Linked DNA regions of Mus musculus: all the other regions are linked to region 1. The links are chromatin contacts, called in public promoter capture Hi-C maps. All regions are on one chromosome and are shown on one strand. The core of a region is the stretch at or near the end of the contact, and the rest is flanking DNA. Distances in the headings are between cores, read along the strand shown. Region 1 overlaps Ripor2 (RHO family interacting cell polarization regulator 2). Region 2 overlaps Cmah (cytidine monophospho-N-acetylneuraminic acid hydroxylase). Region 3 has its middle 61 kb from the start of Gm22013.

The links. Capture Hi-C pulls out chosen DNA fragments and counts their contacts.
Region 2: a promoter capture Hi-C map of liver shows a contact between it and region 1. The contact joins two enhancer-like sites. A contact is called at or near these places in 1 of 15 datasets of contacts at CTCF or cohesin (pro-B cells), 6 of 484 Hi-C or Micro-C datasets (CD4 T cells, CD8 T cells, bone marrow-derived macrophages and 2 more), 3 of 115 datasets of contacts at active chromatin or transcription factors (the 230-238 cell line, embryonic basal ganglia and large pre-B cells) and 4 of 9 other capture datasets (adipose tissue, embryonic stem cells, liver and 1 more).
Region 3: a contact with region 1 is called in a promoter capture Hi-C map of liver. The contact joins two enhancer-like sites. A contact is called at or near these places in 4 of 15 datasets of contacts at CTCF or cohesin (the NIH/3T3 cell line, embryonic stem cells and large pre-B cells), 12 of 484 Hi-C or Micro-C datasets (bone marrow-derived macrophages, embryonic stem cells and liver), 2 of 115 datasets of contacts at active chromatin or transcription factors (double positive thymocytes and embryonic basal ganglia) and 3 of 9 other capture datasets (adipose tissue, liver and pancreatic islet).

What each region holds. Positions count from the first base shown.
Region 1 is chr13:24,685,315-24,688,202 of GRCm38.p6, reverse strand. The region is part of intron 8 of Ripor2 (RHO family interacting cell polarization regulator 2); the gene reads right to left. Among named protein-coding and RNA genes, the nearest start is that of Ripor2, 48 kb to the right of the region's middle. Within about 2 kb of position 1,367, at least 37 of the 459 cell types and tissues checked have an H3K27ac peak or open chromatin away from gene starts, as enhancers often do. A contact at or near this core is called in liver, where this site is marked.
Region 2 is chr13:24,443,393-24,446,280 of GRCm38.p6, reverse strand. The region is part of intron 11 of Cmah (cytidine monophospho-N-acetylneuraminic acid hydroxylase); the gene reads right to left. Among named protein-coding and RNA genes, the nearest start is that of Gm22013, 42 kb to the left of the region's middle. Within about 2 kb of position 1,435, at least 77 of the 459 cell types and tissues checked have an H3K27ac peak or open chromatin away from gene starts, as enhancers often do. A contact at or near this core is called in liver, where this site is marked.
Region 3 is chr13:24,546,186-24,549,073 of GRCm38.p6, reverse strand. It overlaps a transcript of Ripor2 not described here. Among named protein-coding and RNA genes, the nearest start is that of Gm22013, 61 kb to the right of the region's middle. Within about 2 kb of position 1,508, at least 48 of the 459 cell types and tissues checked have an H3K27ac peak or open chromatin away from gene starts, as enhancers often do. A contact at or near this core is called in liver, where this site is marked.

The DNA of each region.
Region 1 (2,888 bases), core at 118-2,617:
ACCTTCCTATTGATATTTACCAAAAGCCCACTGTGTGAGGGTGAAAATATTAATTTACATTTTAGAATTTCTCACTAAAAAAAAAAAACTATGACATAATTGCAGTGAAAAAATCAGCACAGACGTTTTCTATTTCTAACCTTTGAGTCCTGGGGCAAGTTTCTCCTGTGCTTGTACGTGCTTGTGCATGTATACACAGGCATATGTATGCCTATGTTTGCGGATGCTTCATAGACCCTTTTTTTTTTTTTTTTTTTTTTTTTTTCCTTTTTGAGATGGGATCTCTTACTGAACCTGGAGGTTGCTGTTTGGTTAGATTGGCTGGCCAGAAAGCACAGGGACCTACTACCCATCTCAAGTCCCTTTTCCATCAGAGGCCAAGTTGGGATTATAATCACATGACCCGATGCCCAGCTTTTTATGTGGGCTCTGCAGATCCAAACCCATATCCTTTTGCTCGCTTTATGCTGTCTTCCCTGCCCTGGGTTGTGTTTCTAGCAAACAAGATTTTACTCACGTAGACATAACAAGGATGATGTCACACTGTGTGTTTTACCTTCAGTGAATGGCTCAATTTATCTCAAATGGACAAATCTGCTTCCCATTGACCCATGGGCATGGTGATGAATAAGACGAATCCAGGGAAGCTTCAAAATGGGCTCACCTCTTACCATCTTTCGACACTAGATGGCAGCAGCTCACCAACTTGGCATGCCTTTTAGTTGGCGAGCCCATGCATTTAGGAGCAGCTCTCGCTAACAATTAGAAGCTAATGAGCCACTTAGGAGGACCCACTGTAATAAAAGCAGGATTGGAGGAAGCGATTTTCATGAATAATTCTGGAGCATTTAGGCTTTTTTCCCCCACCTCCACAAAAACACATCGGAAAGAAAGCACTGCTGGCTGGCTTTTATGAATCTGAAGCCCAATGTGCTAATTCTAAGAAAACCCTATTTACCCTTTGAATACCTACAAATTATCAGCTCCTGGTTAATCCACTAGCTGGTTACATGTTGAGGTGACAATAGGGACCCCGCTTCAGGGAAGCTGACTATGTACCATGATGGATACGTTGAGAAGGGTGGGGGGACTCTTTGACGATCTCCCTTCTCAAAATCACCAGAAATTTCTTATCACGGGAGGAGGAGGGCTGGGGTCGTGATGAGTTTTGGGTCTCACTGTCCATGGAATGAACACACCTTATTGACATTCCTTATAAGGCATCTCCAGCCTCTGGTGACAGTGATAACAGCAGAATGGCAGCAGGTAGGAGGAGCCAGTTCCAGCCGAAGCTCCCCAGGCGGGGGGAGCACTTCTGCTGGAGCACCAGCTATCGTGGACTTTGGGGCCTGGCTAGGTTCTGCAAATTCTGGCCCAAGGCCCTGCTGGCATTTCTACAGCTGCGAAAAGCCCAGTGTTTTCTCAGCTGCTTGGTGGTAACTGTTGTATCAGCTAGGTTTTCATGATGGCCACTCAGAAATCATCCCTGGGTTCCCTCAGGTGGGTCTCTTTTGATCTTTTACCTTGCTCCTGTGTTAATGATCCAACAGCTCTTCCACAGCCTGAATGGAGGACAGGGTGCTGCCCCCAGTGTGACTGTGGATAAATGATGCCCCCGCTCATGGTTGAACATTTGGCCACCAGCTGGGTAGCTCTGTTGTGGGAGGTTATGGAGTCTTTAAGAGTTAGGGCCTAGCTGGAGGAATCAGACACTGGAGAGTGTGTTCTTGAGGTTTATAACTCTGCTTTGCTTCCAGCCTGTGTCTGGCTTCCTGATCCACTCTAACCCCTGCCTCAGCTGCCGGCCTCTCCGACTACCATAGCTCCCCTTCCCATAGTGGACTAAACTCCTCCAAATCTTAAGCCGCCACGGATCGTTTTCCTCTTAAGTTGTTTCTTTCAGAGAATTTATCACAGTGGAGAAAGGTTGCAGATACAACCTCATAGCTATCTACAGCTACACAGCTATAGAGCCTCCCAGCTACCTACAGCCACACAGCTGCTCACCTGGCTCCCCGTGCCACTGGCTGCCTTTGCTCAGACACGGTTCTGGTCATAGAAGTACTCCATTGTTTCCCAGTTTTGCCATGACCTTCCTAAGAGTGTACCTCGGACTGTGTCTTAGTACTGGCCTTCCTGCTTCCTGGGCAGGTTTCCCAGTTCATCCTAAAGGCCATGGTGACCAGCTAGCACTGACCTCTGGACATGTGTCCTCCTGGAACTCATTTGAATGAGGTCATCGTTGGGAAGAAAAGCAGTTTTCTGTAAGACACGCAGTTCTTAGCTTCTTTTCTGATTTGGGGTCCTGAATCCAGCTGGGTCCTTACAGGTTTTTGGAATCTGGCCTCAACAGCTCCCCACAGCACTTTTACAGAGCACAGAGATCACAGCACCCCCCCCCCCCCCCGACAGCTTTGGGCAGCATCCCCGCCTTCAGGAGGGACTTTCAGTTTAGTTGTTCTAGCCAGAGGTTATTCAGGACGCTCTCTGCACCCCCCCCCCCCATCCTTTCCTCAGTGGGAACCTTCACTTAACATTTTTTATTTTTTCTTTTCTTCTTTCTGTCTGTCCCTCTGTTCCTCTTCCTTCCTTCCTCTTCTTTCCTTCCTTCTCTCCTTCTTGCCTTTCTTTCCTTCTCTCTCTGTCTCTTTTTCTTTTTTAAAGATTTATTTATTTATTTATTTCTATGTATTTGAGTACATAGTTGCTGAACAGATGGTTGTGAGCCTTCATGTAGTTGTTGGGAATTGAATTCTTAGGACCTCTGCTCACTCTGGCCAATCAATTCTACTTGCTTCGGCCCAAAGATTTATTTATTATTATATATAAGTACACTGTAGCTGTCTTCAGACAGCGCCAGAAGAGAGCATCAGATTTCACTACAGGTG
Region 2 (2,888 bases), core at 186-2,685, 240 kb after region 1:
TCCTCATATCATCTTTCCTTCATGTGTCTCTGTGCCCAAATTGTGCCTTGTTTTAAGGACACTGGCCAACTCTTAAGTACAAGGTCTGCCCTCATGAAATCATTTTAACTAGATTCCTTTTGTATAGGCCCTACCTTCAAGCAAGCTCTATTTCTGAACTACTCAGGGCTCAGTGTTTTAATATAAAAATTTTGAACAGACACAGTTTAATCTATAACATCTCTCCATACTGATAGTTGTCTCGGTGTTACATCATCTTTCAAATTAAAAAACCTAATGAAAAAGCTGTCCACTAAATATGTCAAGATATTTTCATTTCTGTTCTCCCTCACAACCACGCCTCTTTAATCGAAGAACATCCCATGAGTTTTTCTAAGGCAGTGATCCCCAGAGCCCTCTCATCTGAGAATGTCTGCTTTCCTCTCTGCCCCAATACCTCTTTCCTGGATCTAGATGCAATTGTTTTGTCTTGTAAACACATTTAAAATTCCACTAACTTCCAGCCATCACTGTTTCTGATTAGAAGCCCAGTTATTTGAATTGTTTCCTCTGATAAAAACAAGCAAGCAAGCAAACAAACAAACAAAAAACCAAGGTAATTTGATATTGCTGTGTCTTTATGTTTTGGTAATTTTGTTCTGATGGGTCCAGGCTTCTTTTGATTCAAGTTTATATTGTTTGGGGCCTTACTGTGCTTCTAGCATCTAAGTTTCTGACCTTTATTAAGTTTAGTTCCATCCACCCACTCTTCCTCTTGTTTACATGCGTGGCCTTTACCTCTTCTTCATGGATACCTGACATTTGCCGTTGTCCCACGGGTCCCCTGTTCTTGTTTGTCCCAGTCTTTTTCTTCCTGTTTATAGGTTTCATGGCTTCTGTTGCTCTATCTTTAAGTTCACTTCCTCTTGCTGTTCTCAATCCCAGCAGGCCCTTGAAACACATCCAGGTGTTTGCCCTTGTAGACTGTGTAGTTTGAATGTAAATTTTCCATTTAGTTCTTCTATCTTCTCTCTGTGTGAGTAGCTTTCTTTCTGTCTTTACAGTCAAAGGATTTTGCCATTACTTATTGAAACATAACTTTTATAGATGTTTGATTTTTTTCCCTAATAATTCTAGCATCTGTGTCATTTTGGATCTACTATATATTGTGCTTCCCCTCGTGACATGGCAATGTTTTCCTGGTTTTCTTTATACTTAGTTTTTGATCTTATCTTTTTCCTTAGAAAACTATTTTATGATACTCTGGGTGTTGTTTCTATTTGTGGCAGTTTATACTTTCGTTTTAATAAATATTAAAAGCAGGTCATGTTTATGCTACAAGTTCAAAAATGCTATCTTCAGGCTGCGGTTTTCATTTCAGTTCCTCTTTTAGCTCTGTTCCACAATTGCCAAATCACCAGCATGGGGTCACACAGGTCACCAGTATGGGGCTTAAGCTGTGCTCTCTCTTGTACTTCAGTTGCAGAGTCTCCGTCTCCTGCTTATGGTCACAAAGTACAGCCAGTTGCCGAGCTCCAGAGTTTACTTGCTCTTCTGGCTCATTTTCATAAGCCATAACTCTCCCTGAAACATTCCCCAGTACTTTCTTGCCTCCCAAGTGTCTACTCTCTATCAATGTCAAATGATCCATCAGTAGAAAATAATCTACTGAGAAGCCAGGGCTTTGGCTTCCCTGACTGGATGAGTACTTTCTTTCTAAGAATTCCATTTACTTTGGGGCCAAGCATTAGAGAAAGAAAAACAGCAACAGAGCAAGACTCACGGCCTTTCTGCGTCTTCGGAAAGCTGGGGCAAGAACTGCTGCAAGTTCAAGGCTGGACCGGGATACTGCAGCAGACCCTGTCTCCCAAAGAGCAAACAGGGAAGGTAGGTGGAGCGAGTTGAGGGAAGAAGAGAAAGAGCAACAGGATTCTCTCTACTCTCTTGAAATCAAAGTCCTTCTGACCTGAGAGAAGGCTTCTTTCCCCTCTCCTGGGGTTTCATGGAGGCAGCCTTGTGACTGAAGCAGTCACCTGGGGACTTGGCAAGTGAAAAGGAAAGAACTAAAGGAAACAAAACCTTCCAGCTCAGAAGGTTCTCCTGCTTATTCTGATCTTCCTCGATTTCGACCCCACCCCTGCTCTACCCTGCTCCACCCTTACCCCAGCAATGTGTCCTGTTCTCACCAGCATTCAACACCACTCTTTGACTGTCTTGAGGAGAGAGAGAGAGAGAGGGAGAGGGAGAGAGGGAGAGAGAGAGAGAGAGAGAGAGAGAGAGAGAGAGAGAGAGAGAGAGAGAGAGAGAGACTATGGTTTTGAGAAAACAGAAGCATAGGGTGTGGCATAGTGGCACGTGCTCATAATCCTAGCATTTGGGGCTGAGCCAGAAGCATCTTGAGTTTGAAGCTAGCCTGGACTTCATCACAGGATACCATTCCCAAATAATCAAGTAAACACAAAGTTAAAACCTCAGCATCACTGAAGGGTTATTCTGTCAAGCTGTCATTTTGTTTCTATTTTCTGCGATTGTTTACTTTTCAGGGTCCTGAGGTCATAGGTCATACAGTTTGCTCAGTGTATGCTACTGCCCAATGGTTCACTGTGCAGAGCTCAGTTTGCCTATGGGGAAAGTGGGCTTGCATTAACCGTTTGAGGCTGAACAGGGAATATGATTTAATGCCTCCTTATACAAACTATCAGAGGATATGTCTACAATCCCACTACTGAGCTGTGATACAGTCATTTCCATGATCCTACAATTATTGTTTCCAGAAAATTTGCTTTCAGTGATCCCCCTAAATATGGTAAGGAGTCACAAGAAGAAAGGAAGTGAGAAAAGAAAAAAATACATATTTCCGGGAAACCTTCCAAATTTGACATTGTCTGAGGCATTTTATAGCTGTTTAT
Region 3 (2,888 bases), core at 259-2,758, 140 kb after region 1:
CCTCCCTCTCCCTCCCCCATCTCCCTCCTCCCTCTCCTCTCCCCTCCTCCTCCCCCTCCCTTCCTTTGTTTCCTCTCTCCCCTTTCTCTCTCTGACCCCTTTCTCCCTCTCTTCTTTCTCTCCATCTCTCCATGAGTTCCCAACTGGCCTCTTCTCTTTTTCTCTGTCCTTCTCTGTCCCCTCCCTTTCTCTGCTTCTACTCCCTTCTCATCGCCCTTTCCCACCCCCAAATAAACTCTATTCTATACTAGACCTGTCTTGGGGCTGGTACCTTAGGGGGAAGGGATGCCTCAGCATGGGCCCGCTGAGGTGCCCTCTCCCAACCCACCATACTGTGCTCTAAAAAACATATCCTTGGCTTTATAAAACGCATCAATGGGTCTTAATGCTGAGTTTTGTTGACATGCCCCAATTTAAGCAAGCACTTCTGCTATTAGGATTTAACTTGTCTGTAGTTAGTGCTTGAGATAATGCCCCAAGGACATCTCTGTGCCCATACCTTTTGTCTGGCTCAGTGTGGGATTAAAGGTTAAGAACACAAATGGTTATCTGTCACATTTCTATTCAAAGGCAGATGAATCACACTTTGAGCAGCATAGAGTAAGCTTAGTTTCATCAGCAGTGGACATCCCTACTCTTTTCTGTTTTTTTTTTCCCCACGCAAATGTAAAATCAAACTTTCCCTATGTAACAACTTGGTTTTAAGGTAAAGGTTAGACATGTTCTGGTCCACTCGCCACAGCGGCTCGCTAGCCCCACTGTCTTTCTTATACTTTCTACTGTAGAGTAGGGAAGAACAGGAGACTGAAGGAAGGGGAAGAAGAGACACACTGAGGGGACTCGTGAGCATGATAGGACAGGCACTAACTAAAATGTGCCGGTTCTGGAGCCTGGGGTAGAGCATTGAGTTCTAGGCCAGTGCTAATGACCAATGGCCCTGACCCCAGATGAACGAATGATCCTGACCCAACTGCGGCCACACCTCATCTCACCTGAACTGAAATCCTTACCTCAGAATGCAGGGGAGGGGGCTCCCCTTTCTCTCTTCCCTATCTTTCCAATTTGTTCTCTGCATGGTTTCTATGGACTGGCCTTTGAGCTTGCAAATGGGGTCTCCAGCTCCACAGCTCCTGCCCTGCTATCACTTACCATCTATGGGGCAGAGTGCAGAGAGAGGTACTCAAGGAGGTAGATGTGGCTGCATAGGAGGTAGGGCCGAAGTAGTGAGGGTTGTCAAAGAGACAACAAATTGATCCAAAGGGTCCATCTCCAGGAATGGAGAAATGGTAGGAAAGAAACGGTCTAGTGGGGTCAGTCTTGCTGTAGCCAGTGGTGGTATTTCAGGAGGACAGAGAGGACCACAGGGCAGGCTCTGGCCAGCCAGGCCAATCTCTGGAGCCCACTGCATTCTTCCGTATAATTCATTATTCTCTGAACTCTGGAGCCCTGGAGCAGGAGAGAAGCCAGCTGAGGGTGCTTGTCACAGGCACTGGCTTGGCACAGCCAGGAGACCTAGACTGTAACTGAAAGTGTCCCTGTTCATTGCTTGGTTATGACTCAAGCATGGCCAGGGTGAGGGTATCCAGTAAATGCCAATCAGTTCTCCACTTAAACATCGTTTATAACAGGCAAGCATTGTGGGTAGGCCTTCCCGTCCCATACCATTCAAACTTAATGCACAAAACCCTTCATGAACGGCTTCACCAGTATCCTGCTCACCCCTCCCCCACTTTTTCTGACTCTTTTAACACCAGCCAATCCAACTCATGCCTGCACACTTGACTTTACCCAGCAACACCCAGCTGAGAGAACGTCACCTCCAGGAACCTTTACCTAACTGTCCTCCCCACCCCCACCCAGGGTAATTCTTTTCCTCTCTTGTGATACTTCCTCTGTGTGACCCTGGTATGCTATACATGTGCCCATCACAGCATCTTACTGTGCCATTCACAACTGACTTCTTCCTTGTACTGTGGCGCTCTGGAAGGTGCCGTCTTTCAGCTTCTCGACTTTGTTCTTGGTCCATTACATAATCCACAACTCACGGTGGCACAGGGGTGACTGGCACTACACACGCCTAGCTTACTTTAGAGCAGGCTTTCTTCAGCTGCAGTCACGTGTGTCACAATCTGTATCTTCTGCTCTAGACGAGTGACTAGCAGGCTCGGGTTGCAGGGGTTTCCAGTCTTCTCTGCTCACTGCATTCTCACATGAGGAGCCTCCAGGCTCCCAGTGTGAGGGTTGCTAGCTCTGGTCAGAGTACAGTTCAATGAACTCAGAATCAATCCCTGCCGCTTTGTAACTACCTGGTCATTCTAATGCGTGGTGAATACTGAGACCCTGGAGTTTAAATGACCCAAGTGTTGACTATAAACAGCTTTTCTTGTGTACCCACTGTATAGTAAACACTGAGCTGGGCACTGGGAAGTGGTGAGAAGGGAATAGTATTTTGTGTAGATAGAGTCTTGGTTCTCAAGAAACTGTAGACTCCACACAGTGTAAATGACCATGGTCTCCAAATTGGTTGGTTTAGATCAGAGTGTCTGTGGTGGTTTGTATATTCTTGACCCTGGGAGTGGCCCTATTAGGAGGTGTGGCCTTGTTGGAGTAGGTGTGTCACTGTGGGCGTGGGCTTAAGACCCTCACTCTAACTGCCTGGAAGTCAGTCTTCCACTAGCTGCCTTCAGATGAAGAAGTAGAACTCTCAGCTCCTTCTGCACCATGCCTGCCTAGATGCTGCCATGTTCCCGCTTTGATAATACTGGGCTGAACCTCTGAACCTGTAAGCCAGTCCAATTAAATTGTCCTTTATAAGACTTGCCTTAGTCATGGTATCTGTCCACAGAAGTAAAACCCTAACTAAGACAGTGTCACAAAGCTGTCATTTT